3 separate regions of the Rattus norvegicus genome follow, and regions 2 and 3 are each linked to region 1. Evidence: chromatin contacts called from public Hi-C data. All regions are on one chromosome and are shown on one strand. Each heading gives the region's core, a stretch centred on a gene start, on an enhancer-like site or on the middle of the called end of the contact. The rest is flanking DNA. Distances are from core to core; before and after follow the strand shown.

What was found. Hi-C and Micro-C count contacts between places; a contact is called where the count stands out from the background.
Region 2: a Hi-C map of Schwann cells shows a contact between it and region 1, with 3 times the contacts expected there. The contact joins the enhancer-like site here to the promoter of Pten in region 1. A contact is called at or near these places in 4 of 12 Hi-C or Micro-C datasets (the Rat2 cell line, Schwann cells, kidney and 1 more).
Region 3: a contact with region 1 is called in a Hi-C map of the A7r5 cell line, with 13 times the contacts expected there. The contact joins the enhancer-like site here to the promoter of Pten in region 1.

The regions. Positions count from the first base shown.
Region 1 is chr1:240,041,303-240,045,432 of GRCr8, forward strand. It overlaps Pten (phosphatase and tensin homolog), which reads left to right and starts at 2,405. Exons shown (of 9, transcript NM_031606.2): 1 at 2,405-3,343. The coding sequence starts at 3,265.
Region 2 is chr1:240,103,185-240,107,314 of GRCr8, forward strand. It overlaps Pten (phosphatase and tensin homolog), which reads left to right. Exons shown (of 9, transcript NM_031606.2): 7 at 1,852-2,018. Among named protein-coding and RNA genes, the nearest start is that of Pten, 62 kb to the left of the region's middle. Within about 2 kb of position 2,152, at least 1 of the 93 cell types and tissues checked has an H3K27ac peak or open chromatin away from gene starts, as enhancers often do. A contact at or near this core is called in Schwann cells, where this site is marked.
Region 3 is chr1:240,078,262-240,082,391 of GRCr8, forward strand. Pten (phosphatase and tensin homolog) reads left to right here. Exons shown (of 9, transcript NM_031606.2): 3 at 37-81. Among named protein-coding and RNA genes, the nearest start is that of Pten, 37 kb to the left of the region's middle. Within about 2 kb of position 1,755, at least 15 of the 93 cell types and tissues checked have an H3K27ac peak or open chromatin away from gene starts, as enhancers often do. A contact at or near this core is called in the A7r5 cell line, where this site is marked.

The DNA of each region.
Region 1 (4,130 bases), core at 1,155-3,654:
TGAACAGAACCTTGCCCTCAAACAGCCTGCAATAAACATCCAGGCTTTCTTAGTTGGGGCAGCTAATCCTGCAGAGAGCTCTTTAAAGGATGCATCTAAATGCAAGGTTTGCGTAGCTTCAGAGAGCTCTAATAGAACTGTAAATATCCCTGGTTTAATTAGCAGTCCTGCAGTTAGGTAATGGCCCACAGCTCTCTGAGCCTGGCCTCTTGAGGTTTCTAGGCTTCAGGGGCTGCCTGCAACTATGCCGTGGACATAACGAAATTTTCTTTCTCTTATACTTCATAAACCCTCAGCTGGCCTTTCCTAGACACCTACTCGCAATTATTGCAATACTCATGATAACTGATTATTATTCTCCAAATTTCTAAAATGACCCAGGGCTTCAGCTTGGGTCTCAGGTCAGAAATACTTTAGAACTCAAATTGCCACCCCGAGAACTAAGTCTCCTGGGAAAAGAACAATAAGGAAGAAATCCCTACCTACATCGGAGTTGATGTCATTTTTTCTCCAAGCTCAAGGTGATCGCTTGCTTTGTGGCTGGCTGGTGGGGGAGGAGGGGCTGTGCGCTAGTTATCAGCATTTCTGAACCAGCTCTCTCAACCGCGACAGGTCAGCCAATCCCGGCAGTAAGCTTTTACTTGACAGGTTCGTTCTGGGCTGACAGCCATTGACTAGGTGCTCAGATAAGTCACTTGGCTGAGTCTACGGTAGGTGGGGCGCGCTCACCAGTTCAGGGGCAGTGACTGGAAGTTTGTTGCAACATCGGTAAGCCCAAGCAGCCAGCAGCAACAGGAGATACCCTTTTGCCCCACGAGTACAGATCTAGAAAGGGTTCACCTCATTAAGCGGAGATGCGTCAAACCCCCTAGGGCCCTGCCTTTTCTCCCACGGTTGGGAACGCGCGGTGTGGGCAGATCCAGAGCAGAAGTCTCGTGTCCCGGCCTTCTGGCTAGCTCTATGGGTTACAAGCGAAAGGGAGGAACAGCTTGGGGACTCTCAGCGTCAGCGTTCACAAACCGGCGGCGGCCAGCAGAGAGGGGTGGCGGGGGCACGTGCTTGGATGTGGCTGCTTGTGTAACCAGCTCCCCAGGCGCTTGGCCCCGACAGCGCTCCTGCGGACCGCTCGTGGGTGCTATTCTCCGCTCTGACTCCGAAGAGAGGGGTTCAGCTGCCTACACGGGGCATGGGGTCCCGGAAGATCATCTAATAGAGAAGAGGGGACCAAGCTCCTGCCTCAGGAGCACACAGATAGGGGAATGGGAATTTGGAAAGTTCCCCAACTAGGACCACACGTGACCTCCTCCTGAAAGTAGTTCCGACTGCGGCTCATGTATCCTTCCACCTAGCCTTTGAGCCCTCCCAGGCCTGCTCGCCCCGCCCACTCGCTGGCTGCAGCTTCCGACCGTCCCATACTCCACACCCGGGCTCAGTAACCGGGTCCTCGAACGTGCACCGTCCGACAGGGTCAGAACTTGGCCACCGCGATCCAATTCTGCCGGGTTTTCTTAGCGGCCACGAAGGGGGAGGGGCGGCTTATCTCCTAGAAGATGGAGCCTGACTGTGATCCGGTGGACCTACCGCTGCGGGGAGCTGCGGGGCTCTTCGCCGGGAGGTGGAGGGGTGTGTGTGAGGTGCACTCTATTCACGGAGATCCACTTTGTCTACCCAGGGGTGTCCTTTGGGCCCTGGAAACTCAGGGGCAGATGTCAATGTACACGCCCCGTATGCACAATCATCATGCTTGGCTGGGAGCGTTCATCTTTCGGGCAAATGAACCCAGCTGCCTGGGAAGCAAGAGGCGGGGCAGGGAACCGGAGCCCGATGAGGTGACCCACGCGGGAGACACAATAGGGGGTTGTTCTTTGTGCAAAGACTGACACCTTGAGGACACCGTGGGGGTGAGGTGCGCTGTCTAGGTAAAGACTTGCCGCCGACAAATCCTAGGAAGCACTGCAATCTGACCACAGCGCAGGGCAGGGCGTGCAAGCCGCTCGAAAGAAACACAGGGACCTACGCAGGAAGGGTGAACCTGGCCCTGAGGTTCCTAGGGTGCTGACCAACGCGGTCAGCTAGTCCGATCCACCTGTGAGCGGTCAGCGATCCTGCTCCGCGCACCCTCGCTCGGCCACAACCTGCCCTACCCTTTGCCGGGTCTCTGCGCTGAGGCCGAAGCCGGCGTAGCTCCAGGAGCGAGCCGCGGCCACACTGGGCATGCTCCGCGGCGCTCCCCGCCCCTGTCCCACCGACGCCCCGCCCCTCCCCGCCCCGCCCCTCCCCCGGCTCGGCGCCCGCCTCTCGCCTCCCTCCGGCTTCGGAGGCGCCCGGCTCTCCCGGCTGGGTGGCGGAGGGGGCGGGCTGGCCGGCGCACGGTGATGTGGCGGGACTCTTTGTGCACTGCGGCAGGATATGCGCTTGGGCGTCGGGACGCGGCTGCGCTCAGCTCTCTCCTCTCGGAAGCTGCAGCCATGATGGAAGTTTGAGAGTTGAGCCGCTGTGAGGCCAGGCCCGGCGCAGGCGAGGGAGATGAGAGACGGCGGCGGCCGCGGCCCAGAGCCCCTCTCAGCGCCTGTGAGCAGCCGCGGGGGCAGCGCCCTCGGGGAGCCGGCCGGGCGGCGGCGGCGGCAGCGGCGGCGGGCCTCGCCTCCTCGTCGTCTGTTCTAACCGGGCAGCCTCTGAGCAGCTTCGGAAAGAGACGGTGGAAGCCGTGGGCTCGGGCGGGAGCCGGCGCAGGCTCGGCGGCTGCACCTCCCGCTCCTGGAGCGGGGGGGAGAAGCGGCGGCGGCGGCCGCGGCTCCGGGGAGGGGGTCGGAGTCGCCTGTCACCATTGCCAGGGCTGGGAACGCCGGAGAGTTGCTCTCTCCCCTTCTCCTGCCTCCAACACGGCGGCGGCGGCGGCGGCACGTCCAGGGACCCGGGCCGGTGTTAAGCCTCCCGTCCGCCGCCGCCGCACCCCCCCTGGCCCGGGCTCCGGAGGCCGCCGGAGGAGGCAGCCGCTGCGAGGATTATCCGTCTTCTCCCCATTCCGCTGCTTCGGCTGCCAGGCCTCTGGCTGCTGAGGAGAAGCAGGCCCAGTCGCTGCAACCATCCAGCAGCCGCCGCAGCAGCCATTACCCGGCTGCGGTCCAGGGCCAAGCGGCAGCAGAGCGAGGGGCATCAGCGACCGCCAAGTCCAGAGCCATTTCCATCCTGCAGAAGAAGCCTCGCCACCAGCAGCTTCTGCCATCTCTCTCCTCCTTTTTCTTCAGCCACAGGCTCCCAGACATGACAGCCATCATCAAAGAGATCGTTAGCAGAAACAAAAGGAGATATCAAGAGGATGGATTCGACTTAGACTTGACCTGTATCCATTTCTGCGGCTGTTCCTCTTTGCTTTTCTGTCACTCTGATAACGTGGGAGTAGACGGATGCGAAAATTTTCTGTAGTTGGGGTGACTATAACGTTTAATACTGGTCGCGTTTCTAGATCGTGTATTTTCTGTCTCTTCCAGTGTATTCAACCTAGGGAGTGTTCGGCTAGACGGAACTCATGCCTGCTTGCAAGTGTCAAGGCACGGATTGGTTTCTTGTCGAGCTCTGTGGTTTGTTCTTAAAATCTATTGTCCGTTAATGCAGAGTACTGTACACTGGATTAGTCGGCTCGTCAATCGAGCCTTCTAAATGAACTAAAAAAAATAGACGCTGTGGTGTCGTGCATATTTCGATTAGATCGTGACTTAGGCCCTAGATCTAGGGTATAGATCAGATTAAAATGAAAGTCCGTGCAGCACGTAGGCATATTGCCTCAGAATCTTGCAGTGATTTTTTTTTTTTTTTTAGTTTCCTGGGTTGCATTGGAAGATTTTTCTAAAATGTGACTTGTGGACTGATTTGCATAACTTTATAAGCATGGTCATCTTCAGCCTAGACCGTGCACATTTGAGGGTAGAAGTAGGTTTGTGTGTTTAAACTGAGGTAATTACAACTTTGGAGCTGCATTTAGAAGTTTTGTAGTTTGAAATCAATAGTATTATTGGAGCTTTTAATAGAACTTTTTTAAATTAGACTTTCCTGATGGGGCGTGGGATAGGATATGAAATTTGCATTTCAGTAGTATGTTCATTCACTTGGCCTTGCCATACATGATAGAA
Region 2 (4,130 bases), core at 902-3,401, 62 kb after region 1:
GATGAAATCCAAATTATACAGTCAGTTTTCTTTTTAAATCCTAAAATCAGTAGTACTAAATTCTGAGCTAGTAGAATAATTCAGTAATAAGATTATCAGGCTTTTCATCCTGATAGTTTTTACCAGAGTTTTGAAAACACACTTTGTTCATTTGTCTCATATGACATCCCACTTATGTATAAAGCCTAATAAAGTGTCTCATTCCACTTGGAAATTGTAGTCAAAGAAGGGAAATGTATTGACAGGTTCCTGATGGAATGTTTCTCCTCTTTGGGATGGGTTTCATGATAAGTGTCTTGTAAATCCATGTCAGAATTGTAAATCCATGAACCCCTTATTCTCTTACAGAGGACCTTATTTTACATGAGATGCTGCAGTAGGGCCTTTATATGCTAAATGTATAAACCATTATGTTTTTATGACTTAGATTGGCTTGCTTTGCACATTGTCTGAGTCTTGGTTCACATTGATAACAATCCACTTTTTATCTTCAAAGAAATAACACACACACACACACACACACACACACACACACACACACCCTTTAGGTTTTTGTTTGTTCATTCGTTTGTTTTTGAGAAAAATATTTATTTGGGGGAGTAAGTCTTTTCTGTGGGGATCCCCCAGCCCATGTTTATAGAAGACATCTATCTGGCAAGGGCCCCACACCCTTTTAACCTACTTACTGGTCTCCTGTTTTTCTCTAGCTATAAGTGATTTTGAATACATTTTAGAAATAAAACTTCTTTTCATTGCCACATCTTTAACCATCTTTTGGTTGACTTGCTAATCAAAATCATGATGATGTTTGTGAAACTATACTTAAACAGTAATTTTAAAACAGACCTAGATTGCAACCAAATAATTGTTGATGAGAGCAGTGTTTAAGAGAGAAAAAAGTTTCTGTTGTAGTTTTCCCTTGGTGCCTGCTGCATTTCCTGTAGACATCTCCGGTATTTCGTTCTATTTCTCATGATTGTGACTTTGTAAATGTGGGCTCTTACACCCATGTGCATATGGGCGGCACACATTAGGCTCAGCGGGTTTCTCAAAAAGCAAAACCACAGAGGCCATGAAGTTGAGGGGGAAACTGAGGGGGGGGGGTGTATCCAGGAAGAGTTAGAGGGAGAAGTAGGAAGTGAATTGGATCAAAATTCACTGAATGCTTAATCTGAAATTCTCAAGGAATTAAAAAAATAATGTTAAAAACTATGTGGGGCTAGGTGGCAGTGGCACGTGCTTTTAAAAGTGCCGGCACTTGTGAGGCAGAGGCAGGGAGATCTCCATGAGTTGGAGGCCAGCCTGACTAGTTCCAGGACAGCCAGGGCTAAGCAGAAAAACCCTGTCTTAAAAAACCAAAACCAAACCAACCAAACACACAGAAACTTGTAGACTGGAGGTGAAAAGAGTGATGGTCAGTATTTTATATTTCTATAGTATAAAGGCTTAGGCTTATAGAGCTTATTAATATTTTTCATCTTTATGCAGTTCACAAAAGTCCCAGGAAATTGTTTATTTTATGCCTAAAGTAAGTTGTGATGAGTCTTTTGCGTTATGTTAATGTAAAGCTTTGATATTAATATGTTGCTAGAGTGTAGTCTTGGAATTACTGTTTATGAAGTAGCAATTGATTTTCATATGTGTAATAGAACTTTATTAAGGGTTCAAGTTGAAGAGGTCCTTACTTGGATTTTATTTTACTTATTTTATTTCTACTGATTTGTTTTAGATAAGCAGTCAGTGTGAAGAATTTTGTGTATATTTCTGATACTTTATCATTAAAACAGTTTGTGATAATTTGTGTGTTGAAGACATTTCTTGTGGAGTGACCGTCTGTATGTACCCATGTAGATCCCCAGTTTGTGGTCTGCCAGCTAAAGGTGAAGATCTACTCCTCCAACTCAGGACCCACGCGGCGGGAGGACAAGCTCATGTACTTTGAGTTCCCTCAGCCATTGCCTGTGTGTGGTGACATCAAAGTAGAGTTCTTCCACAAACAGAACAAGATGCTCAAAAAGGTCTGTACTTCAGTTCCTCTGTGTAGAAATAGCCATTCCTTCATGAGTAACCACAGCCCTTTTGCTTAGTGCCTTTGGTTAGGAGATTAGTTTGTAAGGAGAGCCTTTCTCTGCCATCCGCTGCGCTGATTCCTGCTTTGCTAACCATGCACACTCTGCTATTGTGGCCGAGCCGAGACTGTAAGCAGAGCCGCCTACCCCAACCTCGGGGTCAGCTCTCTGCTTTGTTCTGTGATCTTATGCGACACAAGCCATGTTTCACCCGATTAGGTTTATGTTTCTTGAGACTATAGACTATTTTATATTTTGTTTCCCCATATTTACTGAGTAAGTTTAGACAGTATTACTTAGTTGAAAGAAATAGCTATGAAGAAGAAATAATTAAAACAAAGCGGGGGAGGCTGATAGGTTAAACATCCATGTTTAGGATTGCTGAGGCCTGAGACAGACTTGAGAAAAGGCAAAAGCTCGGCTGTAGCGCCCTTGGTGTGAACATTTGTCCTTGGTTAGTATCCTTAGTTGAGTGTGAACATGAAAATGAGCCTTAAGGTGTAGAAGGCTTAGCTGGTAACAGAGGAAGAGCAACTATTTCAAAAATTAAGTATTTGGTTTTTTTCTCTCTCCTAGTTTGTTTGTTTGTTTGAGACTGGGTTCTCTGTGTAGTGCTAGCTGTCTTGGACTTGCTTTGTAGACAAGGCTGGTCTCCAGCTCAGAGATTACCTGCCTCTATATCCTGAGTTCTGGAATTGAAGGTGTATGCTGTCACTGCCCGATATCTCCGACTTCTTATCAGACCCTGGCTCACATACAGTTGTGTATGTGCGCGCACGCGAGCAGTGGATACGCCTTTTCCGTCCTTGTCATCTTTTGTCAGTGTTTGTTTGGAGACAGACTCTTACTTTGTAGCCCAAGCTGGTCTAGAACTCACTAAGTGGCCCGGGTAAAGCAGTCTTTTCACCTTAACTTCCCAAGTGCTGTGATCATAGGCATGAAGCACCTCTCTTGGCTTTATATTGTTTGTAAAAATAGATAATTACCTCAGTGTCTCCTTGTAGTTTTAGAGATGTGCTGTTTCTTACTCCTGATCTCTGAAGATTGGATACTTATAATATATTTATATATCTTAGATTACATTCCATAAATTTCCATTTATTATAGCTTTTCCTTACTAATTACATGCCTGTTCTGATTTAAATAAAAACAGTTTTAGAAAATCAGTGCACATCAGTGAGCCACATTTTGTAAGTTTAAATAATATTATCTTGTTTTCCTCTAAGTAAAATACAATTGCCAACTGAACAACATTAAAATAATTGAGATCAATAAGGTTTTAAAAAGGCTGAATACACGTCTCAGCAGTTAGGAGCCCTGGTTCCTAGCAGGGGGAGAGGGGATGGGATAGGGGTTTCTAGAGGACCCAGGTTTGATTCTCAGCACCTATATGTTGCCTTACAGTTATCTGTAACACCAGTCTTGGGGGATCTGAATCCCTCTCTGGCTTCCACGGGCACTGGGCATATCTGGGCAAAACTAAAGTTGTCATAGGGAACTTAGTCTAAAGTTTCTAGGGCTTCGGTTGTTAGTTTCTAGGGCTTTGGTTGTAATGACACCTGATCTTTGTTTATATCTATATACATATAAACTCAGAACATTTTTAAAATTCCGTATTAGAATAGGAAATAGTTTTCTTAGGATTTGGGATCCATCCCATATACAGTCACCAAATCCAGTCACTATTGCAGGTGCCAAGAAGTGCATGCTGACAGGGGCCTGATATAGCTGTCTCCTGAGAGGCTCTGGCAGAGCCTGACAAATACAGAGCTGGATGCTTGCAGCCAACCATTGGACTAAGCAGGGTTCCCCAATGGAGCAGTTAGAGATATGAAGGAGCTGAAGGGGTTGCAACCCCATAGGAAGAACAAAATATCAACCATCCAGACCCGCACAGAGATCCCAGGGACTAAACCGCCAACCAAAGATAGACAGACCCATGTCTCCAGCTGCATATGTAGCAGAGGATGGCCTTGTTGGGCATCAGTGGGAGTGGAGGCCCTTGGTCTTGTGAAGGCTCGATGCCCCAGTGTAGGGGAATGCCAGAGCAGGGAGGTAGGA
Region 3 (4,130 bases), core at 505-3,004, 36 kb after region 1:
CATTTTTGTTAATGGTGGTTTTTTATTTGTTTCAAGGTTTTTGGATTCAAAGCATAAAAACCATTACAAGATATACAATCTGTAAGTATGCTTTTTTATTTGCCTCTGTGCTAAAATAACTAAGTAAAAGTTATTTCTTTGTTGGAGATTAAGAATATATTTTAATAGCTGGATTCCTCAGAGCAGTTGAAGAAGTCTGCTAGAGAGGATTGCTGGATCTCTGGTGGAGAGGCGCAGGAGCCTTGGCACAGATTCCTGTTACTTGATCTGCTTTAAAAGACTTGGCGCCCCGCCTATCCTTGAGCCCATAATCATGTGATAATTTGAAGTGTAATCCACAACGGAGCTGCTGTTAGTGTTAATGATGGCTTCTATGGAGACAGACTCCAGGGTGGATGGACTTTTGTTTCCTATATTGTTTGTTGATCAATTTACTGAAATAGTATTTGAATATTTTCTGTGTATAACCTAAGTAAGTTTTGCAGCATTATTTAGTTATCTAGTGTAGAATTTTAGGGATTGTCCATTAGAACTTACTGACCTATTTTGAAACCTTTGTTTTGTTTTTTTTTGTTTGTTTGGTTTTTTTTTTGACTTTTAGAGTAGCAATGTGAAAATGAGAAAGGAAAACAAATCATTAAACACTTTTTTTCTTTGAATACCATTTTTATTTTCCCCAAATACTGAGCATTATTTTTTTAATTTTAAAAGACATAAATTACCATTTTTCTATTAGGTCCTTTTATTTTCTATGTCTATGAATTATATAACAGAATTTTATGCAATGGTAGAATAACAATTAGTCATTTTCTGTAGACTTCATTAAATATAAGCAAAAGTGTTCTCTGTTCTGTTTCCAGTGGTTATTTGAATTGTTACCTAGAAGGATGGAGGATTTTCTGTGTCTTGTTAGAGTGCTAGATGTTGCTTTTTTTTCTTTCAGTTTTTAGTGATATTTCTGTTTTGATGAGACTTCAAAGTATTCATGTGCAGTAGTTAGTAATATTATTTCTCTTGTTGACTTCAGATTCAGAAAGGTGCAGCCATGGTGAAATAGGCAGATAGAGTGCTCACAAGGCTAGTTCCAGTCCTCGTAGCCTATAGCTTCATGTGAAAGTTAGGCAAGAACAATGGATATAGTAACTGGGGTCCCACAGGAAGCTTTTATAAAGGACCAGATGTGGGGACTGTGATTAACTTCTGATACCTTCTTCTCTCCCTTGCCTGTTATATACCTATGAGACTAACAAGACTTTCTGTTTTATTTCTTTCAGTTTTAGGATTTTTGCAAACATCAATTTAAAGATTGTGAAATATTTCTGTGGCTTTTCTACTAATCAATAGGGATTATCTATTAGACCTGGGAGGATGGGCCATGGCAAGTCAGGAGATTGATAGCATAATGGTATTTGAAATATGGCAGATAAGTCATTTTGCACGGGTGGTCGTGTGTGCTGGCTTAGGTGGGGTTATGGTAATAAAAGGTGGATAGGAGAACCACAAAACTGTTTTGAACAGCTGCATTCAGAAGCTGACTGAAAAAGGACAAGAATTGTTGAAAGCTGGAATTGATTAAATGAATCATTTTGGACTCACACTGTCAGGATTGGGGATTTAGAGAGGTCCCAGTAGGGAAGTAGAAAGACATTAGAAGGCACTTTCTGCCTAAGTGGGAATTTTATGCCTGTTTAACATATCCAAAGCGCAGGGAGGAAATTCTTTTCATTCCTGTGTGTAGTGACTTCCTGCTCCTAGAATTTAGGGATTTGGCTTATGCCATCTCCTTTGTTGTATGTTAGTGTAGTTAGAGCTGGCACTGGGTGGGCTAGGAACTTGAGTTTCTAAGCTTTTGATTCCCAGTTTAATGAACTATTTCTTTATTAGTTGAGAGCAACCGTTAGTGCTTATGAATTTACTCCCTTGTCATGTGGAACGAGGCTTTCAGACTGGCAAAGTCCTGAAGGGTGGTTTAGCAGTGACTTCTCATCTTACAGACAGGGAATTAGGCCTAGGAAGTTAAATGAGGTGGCCAAAGACAGGTAGGGGCATCCTAACAGACTACCCACTGTTTGCACCGGGAGTCCCTTTTATGTGTTTGCTTGTTAGTTCTTTGTTTTATTTACTTCAAAAGTTTAAACACCTGCAAAATTGGGTGTTTTAATCTGAGTACTCCCTCTCCCCTTGGCTACTATGTATCTGATTTAGGGCATCAAAGACTGGCAACAGCAGATGTTTTTCTTTTTGTTTTATGATAGGGATTACACTTAGTATGTATTTTTTTTTCTCGAAAAATGTAGACCTCTGAAGATCCTAAAGTATTTTTCACTGAACATCTGCATAATTTGTAGCTTGTGAAACCTTTTACGGTAGCCGTGTTGTATATGAAGAACTGTCAATGTAAGCTCTCTGATAATCACTGCTTATCTTTTGATAGCAAAATAATCAGTTATTTTGAGAAAGGGAAACATAGTTAATCAGTTTTGTATGAGTGTTTTTTTTTTACATTTTTTATTGCTCCATGTTCAGAGAATACAAGATTTAAAATTTTTTACTGAATATTTGACGTAGTTGGCAAACATTTAGCCAAGTTATTTTTATCTGTTAAGATTTCCTCTGTAAACCACTGTAGAGTGAAGAAGAGAGCTTCAGTTGTCTGTGAACTTGTCTTTCTGAGCTCACTCCTCTCCTTGCTTTCTGTTGCCACCTTAGGAAACCTCTCCTTCCCTCCTTCCTTCCTTCCTCTCCTCCCTCTCCTTCCCTCCTTCCCTCCTTCCCTCCTTCCCTCCCTCCTTCCTTCCCTCCTTCCTTCCCTCCTTCCCTCCTTCCTTGTTCTTCCTTCCCTCCTTCCCTCCTTCCCTCCTTCCTTCCTTCCCTCCTTCCTTCCTTCCTTTCTTTCTTCCTTCTTTCTTTCTTTCTTCTTTCCTTTCTTTCTTATTTCTCTTTTTATTTAAGCCAATTTAAGGTAAGGACAAGAAAAGGTGGTTTGAGTTTTAATTGTAAGGAAAAATTGAAATCCACATGGTCATTTGCTGCCGTCCATTTTTAGTATGTGGACATACTAACATGGAATATGGCATGTTCACATGTCACCACCTCAGCTGATACGTGACAGCAGTGCTCTTTAAACCAAACTTTTGACACTGTTCTCTCCATCTTTCTCTGGGTTGGGGTCCTCTCCTCCCCTCCCCTCTCCCCTCCCCTCCCCTCCCCTCCCCTCCCCTCTCCCCTCCCCTCCCCTCTCCCCTCCCCTTCCCTTCCCTCCCCTCCCCTCTCCTCTCCCCTCCTCTCCTCTCCCCCCTCCCCTCTCCCCTCCTCTCCTCTCCTCTCCCCTCCTCCCCTCCCCTCCCCTCTCCTCTCCTCTTCTCTCCCTTCCCCTCTCCCCTCCTCCCCTCCCCTCCCTCTCCTCTCCCCTCTTCTCCTCTCCCCTCCTCCCCTCCCCTCCCCTCCTTCCCTCCCTTCCCCTCCCCTCTCCCCTCCCCTCCCCCTTCCCCTCCCCTCTCCTCCCCTCCTCTCCCCTCCTCCCCTCCTCTCCCCTCCTCCCCTCCCCTCCCCTCTCCTCTCCCCTCCCCTCCCCTCTCCTCCCCTCCTCCCCTCCCCTCCCCTCTCTTCTTCTCTTCTCTCCTCCCCTCCCCTCTCCTCTCCTCTCCTCTCCTCTCCCTCCCCCCCACCCCCACTTCACCTCACCTCACCTGTGCTAGGCAGTTTGTTCTCCCTGACCCTAGACCCCAAACAAGACAACCAGAAAATGTGGCAAATTAAGAAAACTGACGTGTAGGAAACCAATGTTTGTATTCTGGTAAACTGTCATGACCAGTTTCTGAGGGTATGAGCTTCCCCTCATTTCCTGAGTGGATCCATGATTTCTGACTGCTCCACCATGGGCTCTTCACCACTGTACTGCTCAGAAGACCACGCCCAACCTGTGTTTGGAGTTCAAGCACTTGGAGGTGGAAGAAGGGAGGGGGCTCAAAGCCAGTCTTGGGTATATGAGATCCTGACTCAGAGAAAACTAAGAAGAGGGAGAAAAGAGAATATAAACGTCCTTTTTTGTGGATGTGTCAGTTTTGTTCTTCCTGTCTCATTGCTAGGGAAGCACATACAAGATTATTTAGCAATAAAATAAAAAGATG